2 separate regions of the Hordeum vulgare genome follow, and region 2 is linked to region 1. Evidence: chromatin contacts called from public Hi-C data. All regions are on one chromosome and are shown on one strand. The core of a region is the stretch at or near the end of the contact, and the rest is flanking DNA. Distances in the headings are between cores, read along the strand shown.

What was found. Hi-C and Micro-C count contacts between places; a contact is called where the count stands out from the background.
Region 2: a Hi-C map of seedling shows a contact between it and region 1, with 5 times the contacts expected there. The contact joins the promoter of LOC123401201 here to the promoter of LOC123402750 in region 1. A contact is called at or near these places in 4 of 6 Hi-C or Micro-C datasets (leaf and seedling) and 1 of 1 datasets of contacts at active chromatin or transcription factors (embryo).

The regions. Positions count from the first base shown.
Region 1 is chr6H:126,655,709-126,660,389 of MorexV3_pseudomolecules_assembly, reverse strand. LOC123402750 (ubiquitin-conjugating enzyme E2 22-like) reads right to left here and starts at 2,356. Exons shown (of 7, transcript XM_045096703.1): 1 at 2,197-2,356.
Region 2 is chr6H:126,888,178-126,892,949 of MorexV3_pseudomolecules_assembly, reverse strand. It overlaps LOC123401201 (protein STRUBBELIG-RECEPTOR FAMILY 3-like), which reads right to left and starts at 2,052. Exons shown (of 16, transcript XM_045094938.1): 1 at 1,534-2,052; 2 at 504-633; 3 at 357-425; 4 at 74-139. The coding sequence starts at 1,654.

The sequences.
Region 1 (4,681 bases), core at 1,107-3,606:
AAGCTGATGAGCCATACTATGAAGCTATGGGAGAGAGTCATTGAACACCGCTTAAGAAGGTTGACAAGCGTGACCAAAAACCAATTTGGTTTCATGCCTGGGAGGTCTACCATGGAAGCCATCTTCTTGGTACGACAGCTGATGGAGAGATACAGGGAGCAAAAGAAGGACCTTCATATGGTGTTCATTGATTTGGAGAAGGCCTATGATAAGATACCTCGGAATGTCATGTGGTGGGCCTTGGAGAAACACAAAGTCCCAATAAAGTACATTACCCTCATCAAGGATATGTATGATAATGTTGTGACAAGTGTTCGAACAAGTGATGGCAACACCGATGACTTTCCGATTAGAATAGGGCTACACCAAGGGTCAGCTTTGAGCCCTTATCTTTTTGATTTGGTGATGGATGAGGTCACAAGGGATATACAAGGAGATATCCCATGGTGTATGCTCTTTGCGGATGATGTGGTGCTAGTCGATGATAGCCGAACGGGGGTTAATAGAAAGTTAGAGTTATGGAGGCGGACTCTAGAATCGAAAGGTTTTAGGCTTAGTAGAACTAAAACTGAATACATGAGGTGCAGTTTTAGTGCTACTAGGCACGAGGATGGAGAGGTTAGCCTTGGTGGGCAGGTGGTACCGGAGAGAGACACGTTTCGATATTTGGGGTCCATGTTGCAGAAGGATGGCGATATCGATGAAGACGTGGGCCACGGAATCAAGGCTAGGTGGATGAAGTGGCGCCAAGCTTCTGGCGTACTCTGTGACAAGAGAGTGCCACAAAAGCTAAAAGGCAGGTTTTATAGGACAGCTATCCGACCTGCGATGTTGTATGGCGCGGAGTGTTGGCCAACCAAGAGACGACATATCCAACAGTTAGGTGTAGCAGAGATGCGCATGTTGAGATGGATATGTGGCCACACAAGGAAGGATCGGGTACGGAATGACGATATACGAGAGAGACTTGGGGTAGCACCGATTGAAGAGAAGCTGGTCCAGCATCGTCTCAGATGGTTTGGACATATTCAACGGAGGCCACCGGAAGCGCCGGTGCATAGCGGACGGATAAAGCGTGCTGAGAATGTTAAGAGGGGTCGTGGTAGACCAAACTTGACATGGGAGGAGTCCGTTAAGAGAGACCTGAAGGTTTGGAATATCGACAAAGACTTAGCCATGGACAGGGGTGCGTGGAAGTTAGCTATCCACGTTCCAGAGCCATGACTTGGCTTCGAGATCTTATGGGTTTCAACTCTAGCCTACCCCAACTTGTTTGGGACTGAAAGGCTTGGTTGTTGTTGTTGTAGTAGTGGGGATTATCCCGGTCAAACCCCTAAATCCCCACATATCCCATAACACCATTTGGTTTTAGTGTATTTGACATGTTTCATCCCCACATTTCCCCACAAATCCCCAAATTCTAGTACATTTTTCTCAATGCCCAATACACTACCCCTACCTAGTGGATTGGGGATAAATGGGGATTTGAAGGGATTGGATGAAGGTTGGGGTTTCACCCAATCCGTGTGGGGATTATCCCCACCAATCTCCTCAAAAACCCTAGTACCAAACAAGGTCTAAAGGATCATTTTTCAAACTGACACCGTCATCACGATAAGTGATGGGGGAAATAGGAACCAACATAGCAGTTAGGTTCGGGCTATATTTGCACTGTTGGAAACAAGCACGGTAGGAAGCGATTAAATCATAAAATTGGTAGGTAATCAGTGCAGCTGACTGTGTGGCATTTCGGTTGAACTAAACACAAGGCCCTATACTTGCAGTGCAGGTGAAGACTACTTGCACCCAGAATTAAGTTGCTTCCACAAACGTCAACCCCGTTCTTCTTTCCATGGACATCTAAAGATCAGAAAACAGACCTCCCCACTAAGCCTATCAATTCCCCCCAGCCTCTAGGAATCTCGAACCACCCGTCACCTCGCTTGACAGAATGGGCAAACCCCGCCACCCGCCTTGCCTTTTCTGCACAATCCGCGGAAACAATCCAAAATCACCACTCGCCCAGCCCCCAAACCCTACCGCGACATGGCGACATCCGCTAACCCTACCGCGGACCGAACTAAACCAGCGGATCACGAGCACGCGCCGCGAGAGCCACGGGACGGCGGGGAACAGATCGGGCTCGAACCGCACCGGGAGACGAATCGGGGGAGGGATCGGCGGGCCGCCGCTTACCGGAGGAGGAGCAGGAGGAGGAGGAGCGGCCAATCTGGGCCGGGCTCGCGGGGAGGGGAGGGGAGCGGCGCGCGTCGCAATGATTGGAGCGCGAGCTCGTGGAACTTTGGGGGCGGAGGGAGGTGACGTGGCTTTCAACCAGGCCACGGAGCGGGTGTACTTGTAGTGTAGGGGGGCGCCACCTGATCACCGCGTCCGCGGAGGAGCGTGAGACCGTGAACGGTCGGCGGCATAGCCGTTGGAGCCGTGCCACGGCGCCGCCAGCTAGGCGCGGCCTTTTGAAATTATGGCAGCTGCGGCCAGCGCGGACGGAGATGCCGATGCTGATCGGCGGTGGACCACCGATTTAGATGGTGGAGGAAAACGGTGGTAAGACGACGAACGGGGTTGATTGATGGGAGCGGCTTCTTTCAAAAAAAAAATTGATGGGAGCGGCGCCGGTTGTGGGGAGTTGTTGGCACATTCTGGATTTGCATCTCGACGTGGATCGCCGGGTGGTGATGGACCGTTTATGATACGTGGACAATCTAAGAGCACTTTAGCAAAAAAAAAATAACCCTTTAAACATTCACGGATACGTCTGTTCACTGACCAGACGTGTATCCTATTAATCCGTCCATGCAGTCATAAATTTTATTTATTTTTTCTTGTATGTTCAATCACTTACACGTGATTGGTGAAGAGAAATAGAAATAAAGAATTTTGGGGGTATGGTTTCTACCACTGGGGATAGCATGTGGAAAGTTATTTGTTCACAAAAAAAATCATGTCTTTTTATGGCTATGTGTTCATAATAAAGTACTAACAAGAGATAATTTGAAAAAACGTAGACCTGTTGAGGATAATACTTGCCTTTTGTGTAGCTGCAAGGAGACAGTACAACATCTCTTCTTTGATTCTATAGTAGCTAGATAGTTGTGGGTTTTCATATCGGAGACACTTGAAAAAACAGAAATTTTAAGTTTTGATGATATTATTGTGCTGTGAAAAGATCATAAGAAGAATTGTGTGGTTAACATGGTGATTGCTGCCTCCTTGTGGAGCATATGGAAGCTTAGAAATGAATTTTGTTTTCAAGGCCCCATCTGGAGAAGTGTGAAATGCATTCTTGCAAAGCTGGACATTCATCTCAATCAATGACGGGTTTTGTTCTCCGGTGCTCAGGCGGATCTGCTGCGAGACTTCATCAGGCAACTAGACAGGAGACGCGGGGAACTGCTCCGAATTGCTTGGAGATGATTCTAGGGGAGGGGATAGGGAACCTAGTCTTCAAATAAATACCTTTGGGTTGTAACCCCTCTTCGGGAGAAAAATGATGGTGGCTCTAGCTAAGACTGTTAGCTGTTTTCCTGTATTTTTCAGATTTTTTTGTCTGGATGTTGGGTTGTAACAAAACTGTGGTTGCTTCATTTATAAAAATGGGACAGGGGGAAACCCCTTTCGTTCAAAAAAAAGAGAAATAAAGAAAAAATAAAAAAATAAAAATAAAAAGTAATCCGGGATCGGGTCGCGTCCTACGTGATGGACACACTGAACACACTCGGGCGCGTCTACGAGCGTTCATATCCTTCCTATTTTTGTCTTTAATATAAGAGTTTGTGGACAGTCTAGACGTATAAAAATGATATGAAGGATCTAGTTGGATCACTGTTTTTTCTTCTTCTTTGTCCGGTCATTAACCGAACGCGCATGCGGTCATATGTGAAGTCGTTTGAGGTGTCCGATTGTAGATGCTCTAAGTAGTATATATTTCCTCTTTCGAAAAGAAGGTCTATACATTTTGTAAATAGTGCAAAGTTAACCAAATTTATACTTCCTTTATTTTTAAATATAATTTTTTTAGAAATTTTAATATAAACTATATAAAAATGTATATAGATATATTCTATAATATAGATTTACTCATTTTGCTTTGTATATAATTTATATTATTTTTTAAAAGATTTATATTTAAAAACATAGTAAGTAGTAGAAAAGACTATCAACAACTACAATATCAGATTAGTAGTAATATTCATTGGGAGAGAGAATAATTTTATTCCATAATTATAAAGTTAAAGTCAAGAGGTAGAAAATCCTCTACGCATGAGGTCATCTATGCTACCATTACCTCGATGCCTTAGTATGACTATACTTGGTTAATCCGTTTGCTACCCGCTATTTTTTCTAAGGAAGTTTCTATGGAATAAACTTCTTATCCTTTCTTGCATGGAAATAAACTCCCTATCTATCATGAATGATTGAATCTCTCCAACAAGATGTCCATACGCTTAGGAAACTAGACCATTACGTGATAAGCTTTGCCAATGCCTAGAGTGGTGTATGGCCAAAGTCCTCCCTTGCATGGGTGTGTGAATCTCGGCCTCCAGCGCATCATCACTTTTAAATAAAAATACTTCCTTCATTTTTATATACAAGTTCACAATTTCACATTACACGTATCAAAGCAAAAGTTAATGTTTTTTAAGTCAATGTTGCAAGACAA
Region 2 (4,772 bases), core at 803-3,302, 230 kb before region 1:
AACACTTAAAAGGAACTGCACGATTTATTTATTTTTTGAACAAGGAGCTGCACAATGTAAGAACAGAACTTACAGATTCCGCAGTGTAACAGGAAGATCATCTGGTATAGTTCCGGTGATTTTGTTGTTGCTAAGATTTCTACAACAAAGGAGAGTAAATACTCAGAAAGCTCAATCAGGATAAGAGGACAACGTAACTTCTGCCTATAGTTACATGTACCCCTTGAAGTTCTTAATTCACCCATGGAATATAGTTTTTTTTTTCTCAAACACCCATGGAATGTATGACAGGATAATTAGATGATACAACTATCAAACATGAGTGAGGGAATAAAATTGACGACGAAGGCCCTTACATTGTGGTTATAGCCGTGAAGTTTCCTAGGCTTCCAAGCTGTCCTCCCATCGTTGCAGCAACAAAATTTCTACAGACAATGAGTTGATAAAAGCCCAAAATATAAAAGTTCTACCAGGGAAAGGAATTTAAAGAATAATTGACGTACATCGCATCTATACTTGAGCCAATACAATCAACACCCTGCCACTTCTCACCGCAGGGGTCTCCACCATTTGCAGTCCATCCGGGAAGAGCTGGCGATCCAAGTGCAACATACAATCCATTTATAGCAGAAACTGCATGCAAAAAATGGAAGGGCAAATAAGCCATTAGGAACGAACAAGATGTATCGTAACATCGGTAATGCATAAAAAAATACATCCACATACTGAATAAAATGCAACTGCATTTACAAATACAGTGCCACTTGTGCACAAGGAACAGCCAAATTTAGCCACATTTTACATGACAGCTTTCTATGACTGAGACCTATGTTGGCCTTATTAATCAGAGGGACTGCAAGCGCAAGTTAGATCAAAGCTTGCGTCCTACCACAAGCAACCTAACCAATCTTCCATGACATTATGCTGCATTTTTTGTTTTCGCTGCAACCAAATCCTAACTGAAAGCAGACACGTATCTCCCCCATTGCCATCGGCAATGATGATAGTCTGCAGAACAGGCCACCACATTGCTTCAGTAGCAAAAACATCGCTCTCAGCCTCCACCCTCCACATCGAAAAGAACATTGGAATTGTCTGATGTCACGACATCGTTGCTTCCACGAACAGGCACACAAATCGAATGGGCCCATGACCTCCAGGAGTACGGCACAAGCCCACACCCCTACCCCTCACCAATCTGCCGCACCAAGCTGAATAATCAGCGGAACCAAAACCCAGCACATTTCTCACCACCCACTGGTGCAACGGTAGCGCATGGAAATCAACGCCCCCTCCACCGACAAATCGTACGCCCCTCCCGAACAATCGCTGCACAGCAGCACAGCCCGTTCAAACCGGGCTCGGCGGTACGAAATCCAATTACTAGTAAGCCAGAGTAAGCAAGCAGAGCAGAGCAAAGCCAGCAACCAGGGTCCAGTGGGGAGCTCACCGTCGGCGGCGTCGGTACGAAATCCAATTAGTAAGCCAGAGCAAGCAAGCAGAGCAAAGTCAGCAACCAGGGGGGAAGCTTACCGTCGGCGGCGTCGGTGAGGGCGAGCGCCCGCGGCAGCAATGCCACCGTCGTGGCGATCAACAGCAGCGGGAGGAGCAGCCGACCCCCCGCCCGCTCGAGGCACCCGCCTCCCGTCCGCATCCCTCCCTCCGGCCTCGGGTTAGCGGACCATCAGCAGACGCGCGCGCGCGCGGGAGCAGCACGGCGCGGCGGGAGCAACCGCGGCGGGCAGCGATCGCGGAAACCGAGGCTCGCGCAGATCTAGAGAGAGAGGGAGGGAGGGAGGGAGAACTGGCAGTGGTGACTTGGGGTTTTGCTTTTCTGGTTCGCCCCCGTCTGGTTTTGTTGGCTTCTAGAATCTAGCAGCTGTAAGGGGGAGGAGAGAGAGAGAGAGAGGTAGGTCTCCTCCGGCTGGCTTCTGGGAGTGGCGGCGAAGTGAGAGAAACGGAGTGAGGGAGGGACGACTACGAGTGGCGTGCGGGAGCAACGGGCGTGAAAAAGGCGGAGGGAGGGAGGTAGATAGGGAGCGAGTGGGGAGTGGGTGAGGGGTGATGGGGAAAGGCGACGAGAGGGAAAGAAAAGGGTTTAGGAGGATTTTTGAGGGGGGAAAAGGGGAGGGAATTTGCGTCCTGGGCGTTGATGGGTCAGGGCGTTGATGGGATTTTTATTCTCGCGACGGGAGGCTGGCTGATGATACCCACCGAAGCCGAGCAGGGGAAAGGGAATGGGGCCCTGCTGACACGGAGATCCGTTGGGTCGGGGGCGGAACCTTGGATGGATGCCATCGTCATGTTTTGCGTGCACGTGCTAGCTGTGGGGCGGATTGTCCCGTTTGTCTACCCATTTGTATTCCCAGTATATTATTGTTGGCTTTAGGGAAAAAAATGATCTGGTTCTTCCGTTATTTTACTGCAAAGGTAAAAAAGAAAAGTAGGGAAATGTTATCTGCCGAACGTTTTGTAGAAGGCGTTTTCCCATCGAGCGCGCCAAACTTCTCATGTCATACCAACTGAAGTTGTCATGGCAATTTTCATAAATTTGAGGACTAGGTTGTAGCCTAGTGGCAAGGGTGGGTAGTGGCTCGTTATGCGGCTAAGGTTCGAATCCCGTTGTGGTCGGATTTCTGATGCTCACCCTGAACGGGATTATTCTATAAAGCTAAATCCTGGATGCTAGTGTTCATGGATCTCATTTTTGACAATTTTCATAAATTTACCATGATTGGTGGCAAAAGCTGCCATGTAGCGGAAGGAATGGCAGAAAAATCTCCATGTTGCACAGAGGAATTGGCATTCATTCGACTGTGATCTAACAGCTTCAAGGACGTCCGTTGGAGCCCTAAAACTCTGATTCTCCATCAGTATTGGGGTCCAAAAACTAAAAACACATAATTACAATGTCACACTTTCAATGATGCGGGATTTTGCGTGCAACAAAATTCATACAACTGCAAGTTGAACATTACAAACAAAGTTTCTTTTTACGAGCGGGAGAAAAAAATCCTATTAATATGTGATGCAAATAACAAATCCTTAGGAAATTGTCTAAATATTTGAATCCACCTAAGTTCTTATACAACCTTTGAAGCTAGAACAAATAAATACCGCTAGCTATTTTTCGCCTATCCACCGTGGGCAAAAATACCCTACTTAATTGCGACAGAAAATAATCAAATCTACGGAATATATGTGATTGCATATAAAATATGACCCAAGCAATACGAAAGAAATGGCTTCAATCTACATTGGGATACTGCAAACTATGGAGGAGTTTCAACCTACCATGGTAGGTTGCTGATTGTGTGCTAATATAGGCACATCAGAGATCAAAGCCTTGGCCGAGGCGTATACATGTGAGGTTATTCAAAATTGGATGGATGGCATCGAGATCAAGTTTGAAATTTTAGTAATAATGATTGCTCCAATAGGCTAATGTTTTCATCGAGTTATATATGAGGAATTATTTCATATGTAATACATGGAGGTTATTGGACGAATATGTGATGAATCTCATCTAGATCAAGATATGCATTGAGATCATTGAGTTAAAAGAGATGAGTATATTATGATCGGGAAAACAAGTGAAAAGAACTTTCAAGGCATAAAGATTGAGTTCAATGAGTGAAGCAAATATGGCAAGGCAAAATTTATGCGAAGAACAAGAAATGGTCATGATGTAGTTCATTGGAGGAACTCATAAGTGGCCATCAACGGGCTTTATGAGTTGAGTCGTGAAGGACCAAGATCTTGACTGGATGAATAGAAGAAAATAGTTCAAGGTAAAGCCATGGTGAGCTCAAGAGTTGATAAATTATCAAGGCAATTGATTGAAACGGTCAATTCAACCTGTCGTTCAAGAGATTGTGATAGAGAATAAGGAAGATCCAGTGATGACCAAGATGATACTCATGGTGAATCAATGATGGGTCACCGATGATCATGCATGGCCTTGCATTGAAGAGACAATCCTTAATAGCTCATGTGAAGATGTCATCAAGGTTGAAAAGACCAAGTTCAAGATAAGAACCCCGAGAGAATACATGCGCAAAGCTTGTGGTCCATTTTTTGTAATGTACAAGTGAAAATGTGCTTAGTGAACTGCTTGTCATATTAGAAATCGAGGAGTAGATTTATTAGCTTCACCAAGCAATTGTGATCTAGAGAAGGACTTTGGCTTGAGGTAAGCATACGGGATGTGATGTCTACTACGCAACTTTATTCTTGTAGACATTGTTGGGCTTCCAAGTGCAGAGTTTTGTAGGACAACAATAGTTTTTCCTCGAGTGGATGACCTAAGGTTTATCAATATATGGAAGGTGTAGGATGAAGATGGTCTCTCTAAAACAAACCTGCAATCAAATACAAGAAATCTCTTGTGTCCCCAACACACCCAATGCAATGGCAAATTGTATAAGTGCACTAGTTCGACGAAGAGATGGTGATACAAGTGTAGTATGGATAGTAGAAATAGATTTTTATAGTCTGAATAAATAAAAACAGCGAGGTAACAAATGGTAAACTATAGCAAAACATTATATAAATGCTTAGAAACAAGGCCTAGGGTTTATACTTTCACTAGTGAAATCTCTCAACAATGCTAACATAGTAGAATCATATGGTCATCCCTCAACATACAACAAAGGATCACTCGAAAGTTCCTATTAGCGGAGAACAAAATAAGAAGTTGTTCTAGGCAGCGAACCACCTCAAAGTTATTCTTTCCGATCAATCTTTTGGGTTGTTCCTATAGGTGTCACAAA